Linked DNA regions of Gossypium hirsutum: all the other regions are linked to region 3. A link is a contact called in public Hi-C data. All regions are on one chromosome and are shown on one strand. The core of a region is the stretch at or near the end of the contact, and the rest is flanking DNA. Distances in the headings are between cores, read along the strand shown.

The links. Hi-C and Micro-C count contacts between places; a contact is called where the count stands out from the background.
Region 1: a contact with region 3 is called in a Hi-C map of leaf, with 2.5 times the contacts expected there. The contact joins the enhancer-like site here to the promoter of LOC107914491 in region 3. A contact is called at or near these places in 16 of 34 Hi-C or Micro-C datasets (anther, callus, hypocotyl and 3 more).
Region 2: a Hi-C map of leaf shows a contact between it and region 3, with 1.5 times the contacts expected there. The contact joins the promoter of LOC107915372 here to the promoter of LOC107914491 in region 3. A contact is called at or near these places in 2 of 34 Hi-C or Micro-C datasets (both in leaf).

What each region holds. Positions count from the first base shown.
Region 1 is chrD10:17,974,203-17,978,388 of Gossypium_hirsutum_v2.1, reverse strand. No RefSeq gene overlaps it. Among protein-coding and RNA genes, the nearest start is that of LOC121222164, 4.7 kb to the right of the region's middle. Within about 2 kb of position 1,503, at least 5 of the 9 cell types and tissues checked have an H3K27ac peak or open chromatin away from gene starts, as enhancers often do. A contact at or near this core is called in hypocotyl and leaf, where this site is marked.
Region 2 is chrD10:18,321,617-18,325,736 of Gossypium_hirsutum_v2.1, reverse strand. It overlaps LOC107915372, which reads left to right and starts at 1,774. Exons shown (of 5, transcript XM_041102151.1): 1 at 1,774-2,064; 2 at 3,407-3,575; 3 at 3,952-4,120. The coding sequence starts at 3,480.
Region 3 is chrD10:18,106,333-18,110,190 of Gossypium_hirsutum_v2.1, reverse strand. LOC107914491 (actin-related protein 2/3 complex subunit 1A) reads left to right here and starts at 1,635. Exons shown (of 15, transcript XM_016843418.2): 1 at 1,635-1,954; 2 at 2,377-2,462; 3 at 3,500-3,576; 4 at 3,789-3,858. The coding sequence starts at 1,885.

The DNA.
Region 1 (4,186 bases), core at 254-2,753, 130 kb after region 3:
CATCCATAAATTGAAAGCTTTTTTTTTTTTTGCTTCATTCGATCTGTTCTGTTGTAAAAAACAAATAGAACAACCTTCAAAAGTTTAACATTATAGCATTCCAAAAGAAACCACATTTAATCACTAATATACCTATGTTTACATCAAAGCAATAGCTCACCACCAAGCTTTAAACATTTCCTAACGAATTATACTTGCAATCACCAAGGAAGATGTCATTTCGTTTCCATTCTTTTCTGCCATTGGAAAAACAACATCTCCTACCTTCTCAATGTCTCTTTCAATTTCTGTAAAAGTTGCTTGAAGGGATCATGGTCTTATTGACTTATTTGCACACCAATTAAACACCACTATTGAACCAAGTTCTATAAATATATAATCATTTAGCTTCCATTTCGTAGCTAAAAATACTTCCAATGCTAACATCGCCGCGCTAATCTCTATCAGATCAGTATCATTTGCTGCTACAGAACCTAAAAATAAAGCTCTTGTGACTCTCTCATTATCTCTTAAGACACCGGAATGAGTGTGATAAATGATGAATCGATACTCTTCTCAAGCTTTCCTGATATGAGAAAATCAGACATCAATCTAAATAGATCCTCCTTTACAATCTCCCAACTTTTTCTAAAAAAACACAGATTAAAACCATCCAGTCTAGGTGCTTTCGATTCATCGCAACTCCAAACAGCCTCTTTAATCCCATCCATCAAAAATGGTTCCTCTAATCTCAAAGCCATCTCTTCATTAAGTATTCTAAACTTCAAATCCAAATTCATTTTCCACTTTCTTGCTGGGCAATTAAAATAATTTTTGAAAAAAATGTACAGTCCCTATTTTATCTCCTTAGGTTCCTTGTACCAATGACCCCCAATTTTCAAGCTATACACCATCTTTCTTTTAGCCTTGATTTTAACTGCTCTATGGAAAAAAAAGAAGAAGCACAATTAGCATCCCAAAGTTCGACGTTCAAATTTTTTAATTCCTTCGTTTCCTACTCGGTCAACATTCTATGTTCGCTAGCTTCGTCAATCTCCTTTATCCTATCTTCGTTATTTATAATTCTTTTTTCCAAAACATTGCCAGCATCCACATTCCATTTCTTGAGAGCTCCCTTGAGTTTTCGCAATTTTCCTGCCATTTGCCCTTTTAAACTACTCATTCCCGACCATTCCTTCTCAATTAGTCTCCTACAATCTTGCTTTTTAAACCATCCATTAACGAACTTGAACGGTCTTGGTCCCCATTCGATTGTTTCATTTGCCAACAAAACTAGTATATGATCCGATATCGTTCTGTTTAGTCCTTCTTGTTGTAAGTCTTTCAATTGAACTAACCATTCTTCCTCTAGTAAAAATCTATCAAGTCTACTACGTTTATTGTCCGGACCAATCCATGTGAACTTTTTCCCCAATAACGACAAATCTACCAGTTTACATCTATCAATAACGTCACCAAACTCCTTTGACCCCTTCTCTATGCCCGAACAGATGATTCATTCACTTCTATTTCTCACCATGTTAAAATCCCCACCTACTATCCATGCACTACTAAATTGACTTCTCAACCTATATAGAACTTCCTAAAGAATTTTTTGATCTGACAGATTGTTAGGAGCATATACATTAATCAATACTGCCTCCATCACTTCACACACCCACTTTCCTTCAATTACAATAAACCTGTTCCCACTAAACTCCATATTGGTCGTAAACATACCCTTATCCCATATTGTTATCAATCCTCCTTACCTTTCTATTGCAGCTGCAAATTTAAATTCAAAGCAGTCATTGCCCCAAAATTTTCTAACTAAATCCACTGACACCATTTCTAACTTAGTTTCTTGAAGGAAGCAGACATTTGCCATAGTCTTTCTTACTAATCTATTAACAGCTGCTATTTTAGCTAGACCCCAACCCTTTGATATTGCAGGAGACAATTCTCATGTTTCCAATCGAACTAATTAAATAAAGTAAAATCCAGTAAACCAACCACACACCAATATCCCGAGTTCCTCTTCCCTCTGTCTTTGATAGCTCCTTATTGTTGCCCTTCAATCCTCATTATCTCTTCAATTACTATCTCCTCATCGCCTTGCACACTAAACCCCAATTTTTCCCCACCTCCCACGTCTTCTTCGCTTCTTTAAGAACGACTTTTCTTCTATTATTCATGTCTGAGTCCGATAATGACAAGTTTGTTATGCTTTCTTCGTTCCTGGAATCCCCTTTTCCCTTCAATTTTCTCGTTCCCCTATCCCTCTTCAGCTTTTCTTTTGTTGTGAGCACTCTATCCTAAATCTCTTGCATAGATCTGATTCTCTTATTCAACACTTTCTTATTTATTTTGTTTTGTCTTATTTGGAAAAGTTCCTCTTCAATTTCAAATCCTACAACCCGATCCCTTGGTCCCTCTATTTCTGATAAAAATGTTGAATTTTGATTTGAATTTGGGCTCCCTTCATTGACTGAAATCTGCATTTCTTTCTCATTTAAGCCCATTTCATTGCCCTCAACTATTTGTGTTTCTAACCCTTTATTCTGATCCAATACCAATACCAATACTAAGCCCATATTAATTAAATCTTCTTGACCCCGATCCGTTAAGGCTTCCATAGCCTTCCCTTTGAAAGCTTTTTCAATAAATAATACAAATGTAATTTCAAAAATAATTTAGATAGAAACATGAAGTCGTCAAAATGGGTGGAACATTTGAAAAGTTAAGCTAATTTATTTGACAAAAACATGAAGAAAGTGTATTGTAGATAGATTTTTAAGCAAGAAACGTGAACCAATGCTTCTTGCAGATTTTTTCTTTAATATTATTAGTTTGCCCCAGAGACTTAAGTCTTATATCCATATAAATATGTCTTGTATCCAAGAGAATCAGAAATGGAGTAAATACGAAACTTGAATATTATATTTTTGTTGCATTCATTTTCCCTTTTTCCATTAAGTTGAAGCTTTCAATTAAGATGCCAGTAAACTTAGGTTGTAAAGTGGTTTTGTTTTTCTTTCTTTTTTGATGTGGCTAGATAAAGATTATAATTGGGAGACTTCTAATATAACTTATAAACTATATATTTGCTCTATGCTTCTTGGTGAAGGCTAGCACATTGACTGAATTATATCAATGACAATGGATAGGTTTTGAAGAAAGCAACCTAGTTCTTTTAGGTTGTATATGTTAATGCTGAAAGATTAGTTCGATAAGTATATGCAATTGTTTTAAAAAAAAATTTAATTTATTTAAATAATATTACATTATACTTATATTTGAATATTTGTATACAAACAAATACAAATACTCTAGAAAACTTAAAGGTTAAACAACATGGTTTCTATAGAAAAACAGATCAAAGCTTTCTAAATTTTTCCTTCCTTCTTCAGCGGTTTAATAAACAAAAAGTGCTCCCCAGAGATGCTTGTTTAACAGCTAACTGTTTTAAAAAAAAAAAACTGTGATATAAATTGATTTGTTGAGCAAACTTTGAACAAATTGACAAGAAATAAACAGACTTCAAATCTCTAAATTTTAGATGAAAGTGATGGGGTTTATCAAGTATGACTTAAAATCATAGTTATCTTTTAATTCGTGTTAGATGTATATAAAAATTAATTATTTCAAGATTTATAATTATACTGTTTGTAATATTAATTTCAACATTCTAACTAATATTATCATTAAAAGTGTGAAATTTTGTCTCATTTGGCATTAGAGAAATGATTAAAGCTGAAACTTGGTCATAAATTCTAATCCATTTTTGGTTGTTAGTATCATAATATGTATTATATAATTAGACATAGAATAAAAAATAATTTGTATAGATTTAAACTTGAAATTAGAAAGATAAATAAATTCTAATAAAAAAATAAGATTTTCAGAATATTTCCTTCTCCTCTTCTAAGACAAATCATGCGAGTGGCTAAAAGTTATCTATTGAAATTCATTTATTACTAGCTCATATACTAAAATATAATAAATAAATAAATAATATCCTTACGCACAGTGGTGAAGCTAGGGGGCTGGCAAGAACCCCGATCCACCTTAAAATGATTTTTTTTAATTTAGGTCTCTTTATAATTTATAAAATTTTAAATTGACAATAATAAAATTACATTTTGACCTTTAAAAATGATAAAAATTTAATTTAATTCTTTAAAAATTATAAAGATACGAACTACTA
Region 2 (4,120 bases), core at 525-3,024, 220 kb before region 3:
TATCTAACAAATTTTATTTAATTCCAGTTTTACAAATTATTTAATTATAATTAAGTGTTTAATGTTATTCAATATTTCTACGAAAGGTCTTTTCCTTTATGCGAGTAAGATTGATATATCACATTTGTTGAACGTGACGACAAAAGTAAAAAAGAAGTTATTAATTTAAAATAATAAATGCAATTTAATGCTAATACAAAATCTAATTCAACATTTATATGATTTTATCTAAAGACTCACTTCAATATAAATTTTGTAATATAATGAATAATAAATGGAGGTTTCTATATTAAAAGGCGGATTGCATTTTACTTCTTTTATGCAATAAATTGGTAAATTAGACCTTATAAATGAAAAAAAGTTCAAATTGACCATTCAGTTAAAAATTCCATCCACACGTGCTGTTGAGTGATTATTTAATTTTTTTTTAATTTTTTTAATGTAAGTGAGTGATTATTTGAATTTTTTTAAAAAATTTTTAGTGCAAATGAGTGAAACTAAAGGATGAGTAGAATGAGGCAAAAGTACCATGGAGGCCCTTATTCAAGGAGCCGGATTGTATTTCGCCCCCTCTATTCAAAAATGAGTAAATTAGTCTTTGTAATTTAGATCAAATAGCAACTTGGTCATTCTATTAAAAATTCCATCCATTTCTACTTTTAAGCGATGATGAGACTGGTGAAACAATCGGATAACGATATTTGGTGTGCCATATTTTACCACATCAACAAATATTTAAAAATTAAAAAAATCTCAAAAATAAATATATTTTAATAATTATTTAAAAATATCTAAGATGAACCTAGGCAAATGGTTGTCCATGTTCAAATGAACATGGACAAAAGTTATCTAAATTCATCATGGATGTAGTTTTTTTAAAATAATTATAATTTTTTATAGTAAATTATTTAAAACTATTAAAATTTTAATAATTTTATAAAAAATCTTATAAATCTGACTTTTTTACTTCAATAATATAAAATAATAATTAATAGCTTAAATAGTATATCCATGAGATTATTTACCAAAATGGTATGTTTGCTACAGTGTTCTGGTGCCGCTTGACAAATTGGCGGCACAAGATTGAAATGTGATGACCTAAAATATTCAAGGACCTAATATGTAAATTTTCCATTTTAATTGATTGCTAAAAAAAGCTTTTAGGGTTAAATTGCTTCATAACCCCTTCTTATTTACTATTTTCTTTTATTCTCCTTCAACACAAAAAATAGATAGGCCTACTACCAATTAGTCCAAAAAGTTTTTTCTACCAAAAAATAATTTTTTTGTAAAAGATTTGATTCCAACTGAAAATAAATTTTATTTATTTATATTAAAATATATATATTTCAAATTATTTTATTCCGGTTAGAATAATTTTTCGAAAAAAATTTTTACAAAAAGAATTATTTTTTGAAAAGCAAATAAAATTTATTTCCAATTTTAATTGACTTTTTACAAAAATATTTTTTAGACTAATTGTTATTAAACCTTTCTATTTTTAGTGTTGAAGGAGAATAAAAAAATTGAAAAAGTCAAATCATGCATATAAATGAATTTTTTAAGGAAAAAAATCATTTTCTAATTTATCTAATTTTTAAATAAAAGAACAAAATACAAAAAACAAAAAATTGTTATAACAGGTGGAACGAAAATGGAGAGGTCTACATCCTCTCAAGTCTCACCGTGAAGAATAAAAGAAAAAGAAGACATATTTTTGGGGATGGGCCCACAATCGTGATTAGTAAACCTTAGTTTTATGGTTCTGAGAGAACGGAACGGACACGCTTCTACCAATAACTAAATAACATGTGATCAAAACTCTCTCCACTTCCCCTGCCCTTCTTCCATTTTCCTTCAACCCAAAGCTTTAAACAATAAAACAAACAAAATATATTGGCTTGGGTGTTTATGATTCCCGACCACACAACGAAATCCATTTAACTTTCCCACCCAGCAATCATTTAGCTTCTGCTTTCTTCCATCTTCTCTACCTTCAATCCATTGTTTTAAGAGGAAACTGGAAGGGGGATTTCAGATAAAACTCTCTCTCGCCTTCTATACGTATGTTCACTATCTAATTAATTTCCATCAAGGGTTTCTGTTTTGTATTTTTGGGCTTGCTTCTTTTCCTGGGTATTTTATTATTTTTGTCTTGCTTCTGGTTTTCATGTCCTTTGGCTTGCCTGCTAACTTAAACTTATTTTCATTTTGGATTAAAATGATCTTTCGTTTTAGTTTAGTGTATGGTCTGGCGTCGAATTATGTAATTTTAGCTGAAGCTGTTAATGCTTTAATGGGCTTTGTGTGCTTAAAACAGTAATTTGTTCGCTTCAAATTATTGATTCTAAACTCTGTTGATCTTTCTAGGGTTTGATATGTATAATTTTTTTTACTATATGTGTCATTTTTACCATTGATTGCATCTGTAGAATTGATGTTTCATAGTATACATGTTTCCTGGTATTGGAATCCTGGGTGTTCATCAAGTGTCTCCCACTTTACCAACTCACATTGCACTACATGGGGGAAGACTTGAGTTCAAACTTCCGAGATGACATTGTTGGAAGGGTCAACCATGAATTAGTCAAGGATTTCAGAAATGGGCCAGTGATCGAACCGGTCAAACCACCGGTTCTTGGTCTGACCAGTTTATCAGGTTCAATTGAATAAAAATTTAAAAAATAGGAAAAAAACCGGTTTGTGGGTCAACTAGTTCAACCCCCTTTTTGGACCATTATCCCAGCCAGTTCCCAATCCAACTGGTCTGGTTTAGAAAACAGTGGGATTAGTTTCTATGGACCATAAAACAGACATGAAAGATACCTTGGTTCCACCAATAAAAGTCTTCTACCTTTTCCTGTGATCCATGTTTTGTGTCTTTTGGTTAAAACTTAACAAGTTTATGCATCTAGTAGAGGCTTGGCAGAATGAAGACCGGAAATTAGGACAAATTGAGTATCAATGAAGATTCCATTATTTTTTCTGTTTTGCTTACCTTTTAAATTATAAATTTTGGCTCAACTTTGATGTTGTTTGAGCATGAGAGGAGATCACATGGTGGCCTCCGAAGAGACTAATGTAAGTTATATAAGATTCAGACAGTGACTTTTTGTATGTCTGGGCGTTAAATGATTTTATTTTAAAATGTAATAGTAGAAGGCCTTGTTCATTCAAATAGGTCACCTAGGTGAGCAATTAGATTAAGGGCCATCTCCGATTAACTCTTTCCTTTTTGTCAGAGTTGGCACAATGTGAATGCAATTACTAAATCTAATTATACTAATTTAAGTTATTTAGCATATCCCTGTTGGGCTATGATATGCGTGTGTGTCTAAACTGAGCTTCCTAAAATGTTGGTTCTGTTCTGGTAAGAGATTAGTAATTTAAATCTACTTATGTTCAGATAAGCGTTTAGAGGTAATTGCAAACAGAAGACAGTGGAAGAAATCCAACTGCTGTTCTGCTAAGGTTGATTGATGGTCATTATGGATTTAAAAGGTATAACTTGGGTTGGTCATGTATATCAGAAATTTGAAGCCATGTGCCTAGAGGCAGAAGAAATTATGTACCAGGTATGCTCCATTAGATAATCTTTCTCTTGTATCTTCCCCAACCTTTTTCATGTCCAAAGGAGGTTCTATGCATTCAATTCATGAGAACCCTGGTAGAATGTTGTCACACCTTCTCAGCATTTGATCTTTTTCCCTTGTTTTTTCTGTGTTCCATATAAGTAACTGTTTTTGGCACAGCTTTCTTGCAAAATTATGTATTACTATGTTTGGGCTTCTTATTTCAGTTAACTTGTATCTGCATAGGGCCTTCCTTGTTACGCCATGTTGATGTGCTTGATACTCACTTGTAGCCTTTGATTCCCCACCCCCTTAAGTCATGTGTACTCTCATGTAAGTTTATTACAGAATTCCATTGACTCATTATATTTGGGAACAGGACACAGTTAAATATGTGGAGGATCAGGTGCAGACTGTAGGTGCTAGTGTCAAAAGGTTCTACTCAGATGTAATGCAGGATGTGATGCAGGATTTGCTTCTCCCATCTTCATTGGAGCCTGTGAAAGCAGTGGCTGCCTCTGACACGGCAATAGAGAAAAATGTTGGGA
Region 3 (3,858 bases), core at 386-2,885:
CCAACGTCATACTTCACGAATGTTCTTTTCTTATACAATGAGCAAGGTATTAACGTCACGGCCTCAGGTTTCTACATTGTGACTTTAGGAAACGACACCCCGACTTTAGCATTCACGTCGCAATGTCACTCACTATTTGGCACGATCCCTATAACTTGATCAGTCAACATTGTGCCTTTGGCTTTCTAACATTGTGGCGCTGCATGGGACATTTGGTTCTTCAAATCCAAATGGTTAGCGTGGTCGCGACCTCCAATCTTTTAATGTCACTACCTCAACCTTGGTCACCTTATGCCATCCCAGTTCCCCACATCGCGACGTCAAGCAACTCAATGCTGGGGCGTGACTTTCTGTTTGTCAAGCCTTCAAACCTTTATGTCCTTAGTCTTCCACTCATCAACACATTATCAAAAACACACTTTATGCATCGCATATTACCAAAACTCTAAAATAACATCAAAATGCTAAAAGTGACACAAAACACAAACATATCCATTAATGACCTAAAACATGATTTGACCCTAAAACGATTCAATTTCACTCAAAAGTAAGCTAAAACAAGCATGAGAGGACAATAATTGTATATACATAATTATCCCTTATCAATCACCCAACTTTCGTAAATTTTCAATTTAGGTATCGAAAATAAAAAGTTTGTAATATGGGCACTATCGTTACATACAATTATCATTTTAGTCACCGCCGTTACGTACTTTTATCATTTTAATCACCCAACTTTAGTACGTTTTCATCTTGGTCACTCATTTTATCTTTATAATTTTCTTTATTATTTCATTTTTAAGAATCAATTTTAGTTTTTTTAGAAAGGGGAAAAACCTGGTTTTTATAGTGGAAAATTTGGGTTAGAAAAATAATTTTTTATATTTTTAATTTTCTTTGTTTTTTTTCCTTTTTAGAATTAATTTCAATTTATTTCTTAGTGAGAGGGAAGGAAAAATATGGGGTTTATAGGGGGATTACCTTTGTTTTTATAGGATAAACTTAGTTTTTACAAGAAAACCAATTTATCTTTTCATTTCCATTTTATTTTTCCCTTTTTAGAATTTTTTTTCTAGTAAAAGGGAAAACCAAGGTTTTATAGGAAATTATTTTGTTATTTATAGGAAATTACATTTTATCTTTTAATTTCCATTTTTTTAATTAATTTTAATTTTTTTCAGTAAAGGAAAAACTTAGGGGGCTTACAAGGAATTACTTAAATTTTTATAGGAAAAATATGAGTTTTTACATGGAATTAAGTTACTAGTGAAAAGCTTGGGTTTCATCTCATAGCGTAATAACTTAATTTCTTGTAAAGCCTATATTTCCTTTGAAAAAAATAATTTTAAAAAGAAAATAAGTGATTAAAATGAAAATTTACTAAAGTTGAGTGATTAAAATGAGTGTATGCAATGGTAAATTAATGGCAAGTGGCTAAAATGATAAAAGTATGTAATGAAAGTGACTACAATGATAAAAATATGTAATGGCAATGCCCATATTGCAAACTTTTTAATTTTTGTGCCTAAAATGAAAATTTATGAAAGTTAGGTGACCAATTGTGTAGTTTATCCAAAAATGAAATGAGGTAATGGAGAAAAAAAAAAGAGAAGTGGAGATTATGAGGGCTAAATGAATGTTTAACCCATAATTCAACCTGCTGAAAAGAAAAAAAGAAATCTAAAAATCCCCAAAGTCGACGGGTGAGAACTTGTCCAATCGCACCTCTATTGGTATTTGGTATCTAGTCTAGTCTTTCAAGCTTTCCGTTTGTTAACAGAGACTTTAAACCGAAGCTGAGATCGCTTCACAGTTCTTTCTCTTCTCCAGAGATCTCTCTCCATCTCATTTGGAGCTCAATATATCAAATTCATCAGCTTAAAAATGGCGGCCGTCGCCGTTCACCAGTTCGCTCAGTGCATCACTTGCCATGCTTGGAGTCCCGATCACTCCAGTAACTTCATTCATTCTTTTAATTTGTTTCTGTCGAAATTCCATTTCCTCTCTTCATCTTTATGTTTCGGTTGGTTGCTGTGAAAATGTAGGAAATAAAAGAATGTATATATTTGAGTTAAATGATATTGTGATGTGATATTTGTCTAAGAAATGTAAAATTGAAGAAGAAAATGAAATTAATGGTCAATTTACTCTTTCTTTACGTTACTTTCTCATTCTAAATTGATCCATTTTTTGGTGATATGCTGGATTTAGAACTAATGATACATGTTTAATTAAAATGATGCGTGTTTTTAGAGCTAATTTTTTTTTTGTTTTGAGAATTTTAGAACTAATGATTTGGTTCTTTTTATTTTAAATTGCATGAGATATTGTTTTCTGTGTTTTCTACATATTTAATTCACTTTCTCTTGCCTGCAGTGGTAGCATTTTGCCCAAATAATAATGAGGTTCACATTTATAAATTGGTGAATGACAAGTGGGAGAAAGTTCATGTTCTTCAGAAGGTACTTTATCAAAAAATTTCCCCTATAAACCACCAAGTTATGTTTTAGTCCAATTATCTATGCTGTATGTGTTAACTCATCTCCAATAGTTATTTGAAGTTTCATTTTGGAGTCATGTTATGTGGTACTTTTGGAACACATCAATTTGCAAATTGGATATGACTAGAAGTCTAGAACCTAGGTTGAAGCCTCTCTTTAACTAAGAATAAAAATGTTTCTTGAAAAGGAAAATATGAGATGACACGTTGGCTTCTTGTCTGAAATCTTAGCCTTTCTTTGTAAGTAAATAGAAGCACTGCCACAGCATGGAGGTCTGATGAATTTTTGGGTTTCAACCTATGGTATGATATCAGTCTGCCTTTTTACCACTTTTGTCTTTAACTGAACCGGAAAGCTCTGTGCATATAAACCAAAGTTGGGAATTCTAAAGCAACCGGGAGATTTATTAGATTAGGTTCTGAATTGTGTGATAGGGATTACAGTAGTTGTGAGAAAGCTAAAATTTAAAAGGCGAGAACAAAGAGTAGCAGCCTATGATGAGATTAGTTCAAGAAAAAAAAAGCCCATGATGAGATTCCAAGATTCCGAAACTCATTGCAAGGTCTTGTCCAGACTGCAAATGATTGGAAATAAATTGTACTGATATTTAATAATACTTTTGATTCTTTAAATGTGCCCATGCTAGAATTGTTGGATATGCCTTGGAACAAGTTAAAAGGTGAGAAAGACCAAGTTATAATGGAAGCACTTTAAACTATGGATGTTGAGCACAATACTAAAACATGAGGACCTCCACAGTCTAAATAATCCACTCTTTTCGTGTTGAAGACAACAAGGCTGTTTAGTCTTCTTCTTCTTTTGGAAGGAAATTCTATCCTAGCATGTTTAGTTACTTATTTTTCTTCTTATAAAATGAAAATTTATCCAGGTGTTGAAGTGACTACATTGAAGGATGTTGATGCATTTCTTTGTTAAGTTTTGTTTGTTTTATGTTTGATTTTTTATCAATATGATTTTTTTATGTCAAATTTTCACAGCATGATCAAATTGTTTCTGGGATAGACTGGAGTGGAAAGTCAAACAGAATTGTTTCTGTATCTCATGATCGGAATTCGTGAGTAATTCTTTTTATTTATATATATATGTACAAATGAAAGTTCCGTAATTTGGATCTCCTCCTTTCTTTTTCTCTGTGCCTGATAAACACAAGCAAACAGTGCCTAACATGAGCTTCGTGTTCGACTTCTTTCGATTTTCTTGTTTTCATTTCTCTATGGCACTGTTATTGTGTTCTTTGTCTCCTGAAATTTGTGATCCCATTTGAAGATATGTTTGGAACCGAGAAGGACCAGAGTGGGTACCAACTCTTGTTATTCTTAGGCTCAATCGTGCTGCA